Regions from separate parts of the Hordeum vulgare genome. Here region 2 is linked to region 1. Evidence: chromatin contacts called from public Hi-C data. All regions are on one chromosome and are shown on one strand. The core of a region is the stretch at or near the end of the contact, and the rest is flanking DNA. Distances in the headings are between cores, read along the strand shown. Region 1 holds the start of LOC123448773 (protein ROLLING AND ERECT LEAF 2). Region 2 holds the start of LOC123448775 (membrane steroid-binding protein 1-like).

The links. A called contact is a pair of places that touch in the nucleus more often than the background predicts.
Region 2: a contact with region 1 is called in a Hi-C map of seedling, with 4 times the contacts expected there. The contact joins the promoter of LOC123448775 here to the promoter of LOC123448773 in region 1. A contact is called at or near these places in 2 of 6 Hi-C or Micro-C datasets (leaf and seedling) and 1 of 1 datasets of contacts at active chromatin or transcription factors (embryo).

Annotation. Positions count from the first base shown.
Region 1 is chr4H:411,077,663-411,085,225 of MorexV3_pseudomolecules_assembly, reverse strand. LOC123448773 (protein ROLLING AND ERECT LEAF 2) reads right to left here and starts at 5,617. Exons shown (of 6, transcript XM_045125773.1): 1 at 5,392-5,617; 2 at 2,467-3,819; 3 at 2,180-2,254; 4 at 1,541-1,755; 5 at 422-645; 6 at 1-302. The coding sequence starts at 3,796.
Region 2 is chr4H:411,840,267-411,847,259 of MorexV3_pseudomolecules_assembly, reverse strand. It overlaps LOC123448775 (membrane steroid-binding protein 1-like), which reads left to right and starts at 4,137. Exons shown (of 2, transcript XM_045125777.1): 1 at 4,137-4,633. The coding sequence starts at 4,284. LOC123446530 (guanylate kinase 2, chloroplastic/mitochondrial) reads left to right here. Exons shown (of 4, transcript XM_045123105.1): 4 at 1-353. The coding sequence ends at 108.

The DNA of each region.
Region 1 (7,563 bases), core at 4,368-6,867:
CAGCAAAATTTGTTATTTGAAAATCAGTTTCCTTCTTATTTCTAGATTTTTTCTTCGTCCTTAGTGATTTCACACACTTGAGTAACCATGACTGTAGGCTATTCAAGTAAGATATATGGGATGCTATCCATCTCTGGAAGTTTGAAAATAGTGACTTTAGTTCAACCTGAAGGAGTAGAGTTGCTTGGAACTGTGATTCTGACCGAATTAAGACCTTTATACCGCCACTGTTAGATACTAGCTTAATCATCTCGTGTTGATGCCGGTGACACTCGAGCATTGTTTCCCACATGCGAGTTAAGCTGCAAAGAATGTGAATATTTTAACCAAGAGCAAATGATAAACTAAGATCATTCCAGAAAATGCCTATTGAATTGCAATATCTATGTAGTTCCGTAGGAAATAAATGGAGAACCAATACCTTCCAATTAATTCTTCAAGCTGTGGTTGAAGCTCTTTGTCCCTTAGATCCTCTATGTTCTTGGAAATCATGTCAATTCTCTGAATGGCCACCAAAATTCGGGAGTACAAATCCTTCACAACAGCACGGGTTCTATCAATACTCAGTTGGTTTTCTCCTCTTGATTCCTGGTTTCTCAGGTACCTACATTTCTCATCATACTGCCTGCAAATTGTACTGCTAGCCTGAAGGCAATACAAAAGTTAGCATTTGCAGAAACAATAACATGGTGAGAAGACATGGAGAGGTCATTTAAAGAAAAAAGGCAAGAAAATATGGAGGTATCAACCAATTCACAGACTCAAGGCAAAAGGACATACAGATGAGTCATTTATTCAATAGTACAAATAATTCAAACACAGCAAACAGGAACAGCACAAACTGCTAAATGCATATTCAAGTGAGCATATCATGTGTACCAACATTCAATATAAATATAATTCAGGTTATTTGTTGCACACTGTTTCATCTTCCATTTTTAATCAATACTCCAAGCTTGAGATAAAAGAACATGATTATAATCCCAGTGCAATTTGCGTTATTTTATTTCAAAATTGTTTAACTACATACTTCTGCAGATATATTGATAAGCCTCTACTGTGTGATATCCTAAGTAAGTGATCCCATTTAAATGGGCATGCAAGCCATCGACATCATCAAGCATATGCAAACCTTCCACTTCTCACCACATGCAAATCCTCCACTTCATCAATTCTTTTTTTTTTATATGCAAGTGATCGCATTTAAATGCACATGAAAGCCATCCACATCATGATGCACATGCAACCCTTGCAAGTCGTCCATATAATCATTTTTTCCAGCAACAAATAATTGAACTTAAATGTCACAAGACAATATAACATACATCCACCATCTATTTACCTCTAGGTTTGCTATCATTCATATGACGAAAATGTGGTGTGGCATTATTCTCATATATTCTGATTTTACCTTTGGTAATTTCATTGCTATAAATTTTTCCAGCAACGCATGAGGTGTTATCTAGTTTTAAATAGTGACTATAACAGATTAAGAAAAGAAAAAAGTATCTCGTAAAGGACCAGCCAAACAAGCTTTTACCTTAACTTCATCACAGAGCTTTCTCTCCCATGCATACAATCTATCTAGTGTGGAAGCGTGACTGCCAGAATTCATGTATACACCACTGAAGATATTTCCAGTGAGACCATCGACATCAACTTTCGATGCTGCCCCAAGAGGATTTCTTGATGACGAAGAGTGCGAAGACACTGATCTATGCCAGGTAAGATACTTCCCGTCAGCTTGTGGTGGAGCTGCAATAAAGCACAAGATATTTATCCACCCCTACCATTTACAACAGTATAACAGATGAAATAATAAAGATTTTATTTAGAGAAAGTGCAAAAGCTTTGCACATAAAGAAAAAAAATATGTTGGTCGCCTAAACTGTAGATATGCCCTTGTATTCAGATTTTTTGACTTTCACCAATGATGTTCAAACAGTTATACTAACATGTAAGGATAATCAATGGTCAAGCTCTATACAGGAAACCATGAAAGTAAAACATATCTACATGGAACATATCATTTTCTGGCGCGTAGAAAAATAAGCCGCTTCAACGGAAGATCATGGAAGAAATAACACGCAAATGTCATTATACGATGTAATCACAGGAACTTGAATTGTGTGCTGGAAAATGGAAGAAAGACTATCACTGAGAGTTAGAAAAAACCTACGCTGGGGAACAGGGACATCCTCCCTGCAGCAAGCAAAGAATGCTGCAAAAAAGCCTGGTGCCTTTAATACGCGTGCTGCATTATAATTACTCAAGTTAACAAAGGTTATAATTAAACTAGAAAGAGAAGGGACAGCGAGTAATAATGGTCATGGGTACAAGTAATATTAATATAGTTTCACATCATGAGGCCTGCAGTGTTGCATCCAGAACCTTTCTATCATTTGTTTTGAAGCAAAGCTCCATCAAAATAATACAGAACAGTAATCTAATTAATTGAGTTCTAACCTCTTTCTTCGGGTAGCAAAGGGCGGAAATTGACTTTATCTGCTTCAAGCATCCTCGGGACTTCCTTGCCAGAATCAGATGCCTTGATAAATAAGATTTCAACCTCTTTCATGGATGTATACAGGTCCTTTACCCCATTTCTAACATCACGAAAAGGTTCCTTCGATTTCCTGTTTATAGGATGAGCGGCAACCGAAGATGCCACTTGTTTCACAGGACTCGTCACAGGGGTTTCATCAGTTTCATACATGCTAATGTCAAGTATCCTATTGTCACTTTTTGGCTCAAGTACCGTGTTTTCACTTTTTGGCTCCTCCGTTTTGGAATGAATATTTTCCAAGGCAACCTTATCTGCAATATTTTCCAAGGCAACCTTATCTGCAATATTTTCCAAGGCAACCTTATCTGCAATATTTTCCGAGGCAACCTTATCTGCCAAATTTTTTAAGACAACCTTATCTGCAGCAGGATGTGCAGGTGACTTATCTGTTACAATATTTTCAACAGGTGTATCATTGCGGTTCTTGAACATCCGCACTAAAGGTTCAGAAGATGGGTTCTCAAAATCATCTTCTGAGTCTGCAAAATCATCCTCCCTTCCACTCATAGTAGATTGCTCTCCATCTCTGACATCTGGAGTTTTCTCCTGTTGCGAGAGCCTAACATCACCAGCATGAGCATGTGACTTCTCCAATTCCTCCTCAAGCTCTGGAATTCCTTCCTTCTCCCGAAGGCGCCTAATATCATCAGCATTTTCAAAATCATGACCAGATTCCTTCTCATCATGAAACGACAACTGGCTCTCAACAGGTTGAAAAAGGCCAAAGTAGTCCCATGGTGGTGTCCCTGGAGGAGCTTCAAATGTAGAACTATCATCCAAATCATGTACAGTTTGTATGGGAACCGAGGATGAAGTCTCCAGAGTTGCTGTTACAGGAACAGGCACCTTTTCCTCAACAGTCCTTGCTGGGTTCCTCCCGGCTTTCATATGATTGACATGGAAACGCCCTGAAGATAGTGGGGATGGAGCTGGGGAGAAGGAGTCACTGGCCGGATGTGATACAGATGGGGAGAGGTTCATCGATCTATGCCTCATGCCAGGAGGCTCTGGTGTTGCAGATGTTGATGTGTATAATGAAGAGTCTGTTGGCACTTCAGGTTCTACAAATTTTCTCAGAGCAAACCCTGCGTGCCTCAACGACTGAATATACGCAAAGTGAGCAGTTGCAAGTGCACATCTCCCTTCAAGTGCCTCTTTCACATAACGTTTTCTTTCCTGGCACAAGACAAGAGCCTTGTCATCTTCACTCGTTGCTCGTGTAGATCCCATTTCAATGTGTGTCACTCTCAATGCTGAGCAAATTTTAGATGAACATGCAAAGTCACAGCCATGCACCGCAGAGCAAAGCTCTTATTGAAGGGAGATGTTTTTGTATAAAACGATGCAGAGACAGTGCAACTTCGTACCTGCATTTCCACATGGTAAGTAATTTACGATTAGATAATATCCAAAAGTTTACTTAGCTGACAAGGAAGAAAGATAACCCTACGTTTCATCAGAAGTTGTGCATAGCCATTAGAGTCAGTCTATTCAAAAGGAAATTTAAATCTTGATCGCCATTGTATATGCTAAATATTCTACAAAAACTCGGCATGCATCATTCACAGGCAAGCACTTTGGGTACAGCACATAAATTGACTTCCAGTAAAACTAGCCTGCTCAAATCAGTCCAAAAATTTTATCTCTTCTCGGCAAGCACTGAGGAACTCCAAATAGAAATACAGAAACTGAGCTCAGATGCTGGGAACAAAACCAGCAATTAACCTCAATACGTGTTAGAAGCCTAGGCCCAGCAGCTCCAGGTCCATCGGCATACGTTCGGACGTTTCCGGTGCGCATCGGACACTCCACTACAAGCGAAGAGCCCACAACATCCCAAAAGACCGGCCTGAAGGGAGTGTGGCACTCTTCCTTATAAGGAGCTCCTAGCCTCCTCCCGTATCCGAGGTTGGACTAAAATCACTAGCACTGTCCAAGGTCAGGTTCCTGACAATACGATCCTTCATTAGCTAGAAGACTTTTTCCCTAGTCCATACCGGTAAGTAGCATATACAACGAGACTGTGACCAACTCCACTTAAACGACCAGGCCAGGATGCATTTCAAGAATATGTGATTTCCCCCCTATAAATCCTCAATAATAAACCAATTAAAGAGAATACACACAGAAAATTCCTCGGTTGTCTCGCCAAAAAACTTATAGAACCAAGCACAAACCTAATTTATGCAGTATCAAGCCACCGCGTGAATCCCTTAACCAACTCAAGTGTATTCTCTCAATCTTGGACAAGCCATGTGAAGCAGCAGATTAGGCGTTATGGGGTTCTCAAACAGCACGAATATAAGTTAATTCCAGGGAGGAACGTCCAAATTATTTCGAAGGATCAGCACGTCTTGGACTAAACCAACCCTCTTGGGCTAAACGAGCTCAAATGAGTTGTGGAGCAATAAAGAAGACGCATATAAGAAGGAAAAGTTTGAGCTTTAGCAATCCGGCCAGCAAATACGTACAGTAGTGGTCAGCCCATTGCGACCACCCACCCAATTCACGGCCCTATCCATCACCGCATCGAACCATCCATCCACAGGTTCTCCATTGATATCAGTAAGTACACGCTAACGCGGACGAAGAAAACGAACTGATCTTGAGCGCGTACTAACAGCAAATAAAAAAGGAAACCCCCACGGAAACATCAAGGATCCAAGTTTTGCCTCGCAGCGGTCATGGAGCACACAAGTAACACTCAATTCACCCACCCCAGCGCCAGACCCACCGCAATTGGCCTAATCAGCGCGGAGAAACCGCCCAGAGCAATCCGGGGGGGGGGGGGGGGGGGGGGGGGGGGAAGTCGGGAAGAGAATCACCTGGCTTGGCCACGAAGAGGGAGCGTTGGGCACGGGATCTCGGGCTGACGGCGGCCGCGTCGGGTTGGCGGTGTGGAGGAGGTCGGCACTAGCTGGTCGTCGAGTGGGATGGAGAGGAGGAGAGAAGCTTCGAAGATGATGAGCAGGTGCGGGTGCGGGTGCGGGCGGTGCCTCCTGCCGTCCTGCGGCAGATGAGAAAGATGCGTACGCGCGTGTGTGCCTGCGGCTGCGGGGTGGGGTCACAGGCTGGTGGGAATGGGAACCCGACGTGTACAGGGAGGCGTGTGCCCGTAGCCTGGCTCTGGCCCACTGTCCACGAGGGAGGATGGAGCCGAAAGGCAAAAGGCTGAACGGCTGGCATTTGTTCTCTTCCCTTCTTTTACAATCGAGAGTTTTCTGTGGGTTTTGTCCAGAATGCAATGTGCTAGAGGATGGCGTCTGACGCATGTTTTACCATTACGATTTGATATGGACGCTTTTACCGAAAATGCCTTTTGAAGCTCAGCCTTCATGGAGTCCGGTTTTTTAAAAACCCAAAATCCATATTTTTATAATTTAAAAAAATCTAAAAAAATGCAGATATACGTGAAGGCATAACACATATGTCTGTGAGTTTTTAGGACGGAATACGTTTAAATAAGGGCTGTAAAATAAACAAATTTGAGGCTTTTAACACATCATACTATTCATCCTAGAAGTCTAAACATTTATCTTTTTTTATACAGATTGCATTTAAAGGTATTTTATCCTAAATTTTTACACACACATACATTCCATCCCTGTATAGTTACATATTTTTTTCAGAATTTTTTGAAGTCGAAAAGTTTAAATTCTAATTTTTCTTTTAAATAAAGGGTTCCATGAAGCTCGGTCACCAAAACGCCCTACTTCGCTTTTACACCGAAAATCAAAAAAATGAGTTGATTGATATTCCTGATTTATTAGGTTTTATGATGTTCGGTTTGATATTTCCATCGTTAATTGTTTGAGTTCAGGTGTATCGTCGGTTTCATCCTATGTAAACTGACTCAACCATGACCATATATACCTAGATGGTATGTCTTTTCTCTAACTTCGCTATTTTGCTGGCACATGTAAGCGTGACTCTAGACTTATGTATGATGCACGCCTCATAACCCAATTCGTTCGTGCCTCTGCTTCTGAGAATCATCTTCAAATGGGCTCCAATATCTCAACCTAGTCGCTTTCCGACAATAATTTTAGATTTACTTTCACAAAGCCCAACTACAAACAACTTTTCGACAGGTGCTCATATTGGCATAGGTCTCCAGCATCTTTTTTTTTGTTCTACCTCTCCTCTAGCTAGTATGGGTCTTCCACCGTGAATCTGTCGCCTAAGGAGTCTGGCAGAAAAGACATAGAAAGTCACGACCGGGTCACTCAACCCAGAACCAACAAGTTGGCACCAACCGATGAACCCTTCACAAACGCACGAAACAAAATACCAAATCGCCCCTTCCCAGCAAGGAAATAACTCAAACACGCGGGAAATCCTATTGAACATGCAACGTGTTGAAGGATGACCAAACACATGCCTCACGACGATTGCTTCACTTGGCTAGCAGCTACCCTATTGGGCCACGACCCATCTAAAAAAGTGAAGACAAAAACAAAGAGGAAGGAAATTGATGAAAAAGTAGATAGAATATTCTAAATGTTTCAATAAAATAAAATATTTTCGCTGATTTTAAAAAGTTCGAAAACAAAAAATGTTCATGAAGTTAATTTATTATGGATTTGAATAAATGTCAGTAAATTAAAAAACCATGAATTTTGAAAATAGTAGGAAATTTAGAAATTGTTTTCCAATTTATAAAATGTTCAATTTTGCAAATTTTCGAAAATGTTCCCCAAAATCCAAAAAATGATTGTGAATAAAAATTCTCATGAGTTTAGAAAATGTTCCCGGATTTCAAAAGAAATTCCCCGATATTCAGAATTGTTGATGAATTTTAAAAATGTTCACACAATTAAAAAATATTCATAAATTTAACGATTTGTTTATCAATTAGAATAGAAGCACCACACTCAAGTGCGAATAGGTCCAACAACACATAACGGGTCCTCTCGCTCACATGTGGAGCCATGAATGCAAAAAACTACCTCGATGCACGAGAAGGCTTCACTTTTGTGAGCTTAGCAACTTAAGAG
Region 2 (6,993 bases), core at 2,888-5,387, 760 kb before region 1:
TACGTAGTTGTCAATGCTGAAGGGAAGCTTGAGGATGCTGTTAAACAGGTGGAGTCTATCATTGATGCTGAGAAGGCAAAAGTCCAGAAGCGTAATGTCCAGATCTAGTTAAGGCTCATATGTCCATACTCGTCACTTCAATCAGTTCAAGTTTGATCTAGTGCGATGAAATTAGGATTGACAAATTTGACTGAATTTAATTGCAACAGTAGCCAGAAAGTTCAGCACAATGCCCAGCCATGAGGGCTTTACATACTGAGATATCCTGGAGAGTTAACTTCTGCACAACGCTGAAGGGCAATGTACTCAATCTTTGCTGGGATGTATATTCAATTAAAATTCTCGTTCAAACATTCCTGGCAAAAGATAGCCTTTTTTTGTATAATTTCCATTTTGTATTTTCAGAAGAACCCTCTAAAGCTGAACCAAACATCTACTAGTTTGATAAGCCTCTTAACAAAAATTATCATGTGTATGCAATCCGCTTGATTTGTAAGCTTTACATATGAAACTAGCCTTGTTTCTCCCTTGTACGGGGAAATAGGGCATATAAAAGTTTGGTCCTATGATTGAACTACAAGTAGGGGCAATTTGGTTCTAGGCCTTGCAATACCACATTTTGTCACACATTCTTTGCCAAACTTGGCTAAGTTTAGTTCAATAAAATTGAAGCCACAAGTTGGCATGCCTAAGGCCTCGTTTGGTTAAGGAGGATTGGGGAGGTTTTGAGAGGTAGAGATTTCAGGGGATTGAGTAAATCCCTTTGTTTCACCCAATCCTTTCCTGGCCCTCACGGGGATTTTCCTCTCAAAACCTCCCCAATCCCCCTTAACCAAACGAGGCCTAAAGGAACCTTTCCACACTTTTTGATTGTATGTGATGTGAGGCCTTAGTATGGCAAAAAAAAAAACATCTTATCTAAGTGAGCCAAACAACCCCTAAGTTGGTTAAACTGCCTTACCTTATGCGCGGCAATCATAGGCAAACTTATTAGTCACAAACCAAATAACCCCATAATTTTGGTTACAGAGGAAGACAACGCTTGCTTAAAGAGCAAACCTTCTTGCCCCAAAAGAAAAAAATGCGACACATGATGCAATATACTTTATGTTTCCTCGTAAAAGAATTTTACTATCTCGTGAAACCCTTGTACAGGAGCGAGAAACCAAACTAAACCAACTGAAAAAAAAGTTATAGCTAACACGAGTCAGTATTCACCTTGAACACACATTTGACTTTCGGGCCCCATTTGAGGCTGATAAACCCCAAAACTACAAACACTTGTAGGATTTCCCTCCTAAAGCACCACTTATAGAATTCCTATGTTGTCAAAGCCTGATTTTGTTTTTCGAGAGTATGCCAATGGTGTGCCTTAACTTTATCGAAGGGGAGAAAAAACATTTACAGAGAGCAACAAACCCATGCGAACATGGATGTTGCAATTTAATCTATAGTGGTGGTATCTCATTATTGTGTTTTATATGCTTTTATGTTTTCAAAGTACCAGATGCAAATCAATGTAACCATGTTCTCCACATATATTACGAGTGTGTTTGGCTTGCCTGCATCGGTTTGTGATGATCTTACAAAATTGATGAGACAATATTGGTGGGAAGTTGACAGAGGTAAGAGGAAAATGGCATAGCTGAGTTGGGACAAACTAAGACTGCCCAAGAGCAAGGGAGGTGGGGTTCAGGGACATTTGTGCGTTTAACCAAGCCTTGCTAGCTAAGCAAGCTTGGAGATTGGTTGAGTCCCCTGATAGCCTTTGTGATCAATTGTTAAAAGCTAGATACTACCCCCAAAGAAAGTATTTCCGGTACAATATTCCTTGAAATTCTTCGATAGTATGGAAGGGTATTGCTCATGGATTAGAGCTTGTAGAGAATGGGATAATCTGAAAAATTGGGGATGGTGCGTCGGTAAGGACATGAAGAGGTCCATGGTCTCCTTGACAATATGATTTTCGTCCAAATACCCCTAAAAGGAGTTGTAGGTTGAACCGAGTCTCGGTCTTCTTGGATAACAATTTGGCTTGGATTGTGGACCGACTCGAGGAGCATTTATGGCCTATGTATGTTACATAGATTTTGAAAATTCAAACTTCTCCAAGGAATAGACATGATTTCATCGGTTGGTTTCCGGAATCATGTGGCTTATTTACGGTCAAGTCAGCTTATAGATTAGCAACCGAGATACACGATGAAGCTCATGCGGGTGGGATAGTAGTACAAGACCTGATGGTGACTGGACAATCTGGAATTCTAATGGAGATCAAAAGTTCCTCTAAAATCGAGCATCTTAGCATGGAAGACGGTGACCGGAGTACTGGACACTAATCTGGATAAGGTACGTCGCCATATCCGGACACGAAGCTCCTGCCCGATATGTGGCAAAGAGGCGAAGAGTAGTTTCCATGCACTGATTACATGTATGCATGATAGGCAAGTATGGCAAGGTCTTCAAAATATTTGCCCCCTTCCCGATGATGCACTACTAAGTGAGTTGGGCAAGGATTGGCTCTTGCAACTCATGTCTAAATGCACAGAACATAAGGGACATGGTGATCATGACCATTTGGCAGCTTCGGAATGAGATCCCGTTCAAGTTATAGTTGATTATCTGGACAACTATTACAAGCCGCTTAAGTTGGCAAGAAATTTTAATATGGACAAAATTATGAAGGGAAAAATGCCAATGATAGAGGAAGGCCAAGTTGTGTACAACAAACGTGCGTTGCCATGGCCTCATCCACCTGCATGTTGGAGTGCCCTCTATGTTGATGGCTCGTTCTTGAGCCATGATGGGCACACATTTGCTGGAATGGTTCTGCGGAATGAGGATGGTTTTGTGATCTTTGTAGCACATAGGTACATCTTTCACTACGATGACGCCCTAGAAGAGGAAATTCACGCTATCATGCAAGGTATGGCGTTGGCCATCGAGCATTCACACAAGCCGGTAATCGTCCAATCCGATTCTTCGAATGCCTTGGCAGTACTTTAAGGCGACACTCTTTCGAGATCAGCATATGGTCATTTAGATGCTGAGATTAAAACTCACATGGTTGTTACGGAGTTTGTTCCTTGTAAAATTGGTAGAGAGCAAAATAGGGCCGCATATCTTCTGTCACATTATAACCATATCCCAGTGTTGCACTGCGGTATGGTTGAACGTGGGTCCTTCGTTTTGTGAGGAGGACTTGTCTCATGATTGTAACCCTGTAATTTTAAAATAAACTCGTTTTCACCCAGCAAAAAAATACTCCCTCCGCCCGGAAATACTTGTCCTAGGAATGAATGAATCTAGACTTATCTTAATTATAGATACATCAAATATATCCAATTTTTAGGACAAATATTTTCGGACGGAGGGAGTACTATAAACCATGTTCTCAGAAAGGAAAAGGAAAAACATTTCGAGTACATATCCCTTTTTGTAGAATAATTTTGTGTGGGCCTATCCGGAATAAGCATGTCCTTAAGGGCCGGCTTTTTGCAAGGCCCAGCAGCAACGTGCCCCGCCCGGGCTATCTTTTGGCAACTGAAGAATACCATCCTTCATTTGGGAGGGACGTTTTGGCTCCTAGGTGCATTTGCACCCGGATGAACAGTAACACAAAAAATAATAGTAAACATTTTTCAAAAAATCTGTTTTTTTTAGATGTTTGTGTTAGTCTCGCAAGAATGCTTAGCAATTTTCATGCAAAATGGAGCAGTGATGTTTCATCGGTGAAAATAAATAAATTTGGGTGTGACATTTTAGGGTAACAATTGATGTTTAATTTTTTTCCTACACAGGATAAAATGCTTAACCTTTTTGCCTAAATAAATTCAGGTGAAAAAGAACTCATAAAAAATTTATTGTGATTTTTTTAACATTTCAAAATTCATTTCCCATTTTCGCACGTGTTTCCGAAAGCTGAATCGCATTTCCGCCCTTCACCCCCCTTAAAAAAAACCTCCCCTAGAAAAAAAAACCCACCTTTCGTCTCCATTCCCAGGCCCAGCAGCAACGTGCCCTACCGGGCTTATCTTTTCCCGGGCCTATGGTTCCCAAGCCCTATAAGGGAAAAAAACTCCCACTTTTTCTCTCCATTTGTTTTGCTACTAGAAAAAGAAGGAAAAAAGGACCGTGCGGCGTGCGCTGCGACTCCGCCGGCTTTCCCCTTTCTTCCCAGGTCGCCGAGTCAACATCCGTGACCGGCGGCAGAACCACCCTGCGCACCTAACCCCGTCCCCCCCAAAACCCAGCCACCGAACCCTAAGCTCCAGCGAGCCCCCATGGCAGCGCAGGAGATCGCGGACGCCGTGCAGGCTTACACGGGCCTCTCGCCCGCGGCTGCCTTCACCGTGCTGGCTCTGATGCTCGCCACCTACCTCATCGTCTCCACCCTCTTCATCGCCCCAGACGCCGCCGCTTCGGCACCGGCGGCCCAACCCAAGCCGCCTCCGCAGCAGGAGCAGGTGACGGAGGCGGAGCCGGAGCCGGAGCCGTTCGTGCCGCCGTTTCCGGACCCTGTGCAGGTGGGTGAGATCACGCTCGAGCAGCTCGGGGCGTATGACGGCAAGGATCCCGCCAAGTCGATCCTCATCGCCATCCGCGGTCAGGTCTACGACGTCTCGCGCGGAAGGTGAGGGTTATATTGTGCCTGGACAGATACGCGCATGACCTGAGTTTAACATTGTATAAATCATACCATGCTCGAGTAACTAGACTAGACTAATTGAGAGGGTGCTTGGATACGTTTTAGTCCCATGACTAAAAGTAATGAGACTAAAACTTGCTAGCCTCACCCATGCTTGGATCTAAGTACTAAAGAGACTAAAATCAAGTTAATGAGCATTTATTATCCTTCAAATCCTCCAATCCAGAACTTGCATGAGGAGTTAAATGAGGAGAGAGAGGACTAATGCACATTTTAGTAGGGGTATCCCTGACTAAAAGATTTTAGCCTCTAGACTAGTTTTAGCCTCTCTTTAGTCAGGGGTGCTTGGAACTTTAGCCTTTTAAAAAGACTAGTTTTAGTCTCTTGGATCCAAGCACCCTCTGAGAGAAACAGTTGGAAGCAGTACTACTATGAGCAAAGCACGTTAATATGGAGTGATGAAGAGCTTATCTAAGTTTTAGTAAAAGTTAGAAGCAAGATACATAATGTGTGCTAGTAACTGTAGGTAATTATTACATTGGTGACGTGGATAGTCCATTAAATTCCATTTGGAGACATGAGGCCTGAGTCTTTTCAGGTTGATGATGTTATACTAGGATAGGAGTCTCTTACTGAGAATGGCATTTTGGAGCGCGTCCTCCATGGAAGCCGAAATTTTTGGAAAAATCAAAATTCGAAAATTTTAGTTTCAAAAAATCTTAAAAAAATTATACAAGTAAACAAGGGTGTGATCCGTGTGTGTGTAAAATTTCAGGTCGAAATACTTTGAAACGCGACCTGTACAAAAAAGACAAATTCATGATCCGAAATGATGAATAATAACATGTGTTAAAAAGTCCCAGATTTGTCTTTTTTGCATAGCCCTCATTTCAAAGTATTTCGTTCTAAAAAGTTACACACTTATGTATTATACCTTCATCTATCTATGTATTTTTTTTCAGAATTTTTTGAAATGTTAAAATACGAAATTTGAAATTTGCTTTTGGAGGTCTCCATGAAGCTCGGCCTCCAAAAGCAATTTCCGTCTCTTACTGCCCTTCAATTGGTGGAGTGCAAAAATGGTGAACTTCACACATGTAATGAGGATTTGAGCAATCCAATATGGTTCTATGGGTTTGTTTGTTCTCAATAGATTTTGTTGTCATGGTGTTGCTAGACCTTTGGTTATTCTTGAATGCTTAGACCGGGAGTTTAACATGTACCTTGTGCATCTAAGCACCCGAGTATTTGATCAACTGGACTATAATCAATGGACATGATAGGCAATATTCAGTAAGTAGTCTGTACTCTCAGCTCTCGCTCACTTCTCTACATGGGTTATGGCGGTAGTCTCATGTTGATTTTAGCTACAATAACAGGTTAACTGACTTCAGTGCAGTATTCAAGGTGTTCGATTCGTAAACACTAAATTTAATATCTCCAATAATTAAATGGAACTCTTAGAATGTAACTAAAAATACAATGAATGTTTGTACGGTACTTGTCTGTCCGTCCTTATATTACCCTGAAACGCAGTAGGAAAAGAGAGAAAGGGTTCCAGTAGGCTGTCAAATAAAAGAACATGTTGTGCTTAATTTTTTTCTCTTTGAATCACTTCTGGGAGCTTTGAAGCTGTACTCCATTTTTAACAAAGACTATCCATTGGTATAATGATTTGATAAGGTGAAGTTTCCATTTGCAATCTGGCCAGATGTTCGTTCACAGTATGTTAATATTAGGAAAATAACTACAGCAAGTGTTGAGAACTGTTCATTCACAATGTTTGTTAAAACGTACATTGTATAGAGGCTGTCGATTAATTTGGATTGTATTTTAACTCTGCACCACTTATACTATACTAGGCTCTGTGTACTTAATGTGATGAGTAGCACTTACTTTTTATCTCTAGTTTCTTCATTTCTTATAGTGCCAATGTTGTGTTGTTTGTGTCCACCTTATTTCTTCAGAAGCACATTTTATTGTTGCCTTACTGATCATAGTATCATGTGTCATCTCTCCTTGTTTTGCTCCACGTTTGTCTGTAAGGTATTGTAGTTGGTGAAATCATTTGGTGCTGTAGTTTATTGTCACATTGTTTGTCCTGATGTCTGCAATTAGCAGTACACTAGTACATGGCTAGTGTCGGTTACCCTTAAAGTCATTGTTTTGTTTAACTATTATTCATCTTATGAGTCTGCTGTTTCAACAGACAGCAAGCATATTCTTATTCGTTGTTGAGACTGACTTGACTCTAGAGTTTGTAGTGCAGTTCTGTAGCTGGTATTCATTTGGCCCTAATACCGCCAAGAAATTAGGTATATACTAGGTCTGAATCCTTGATACAA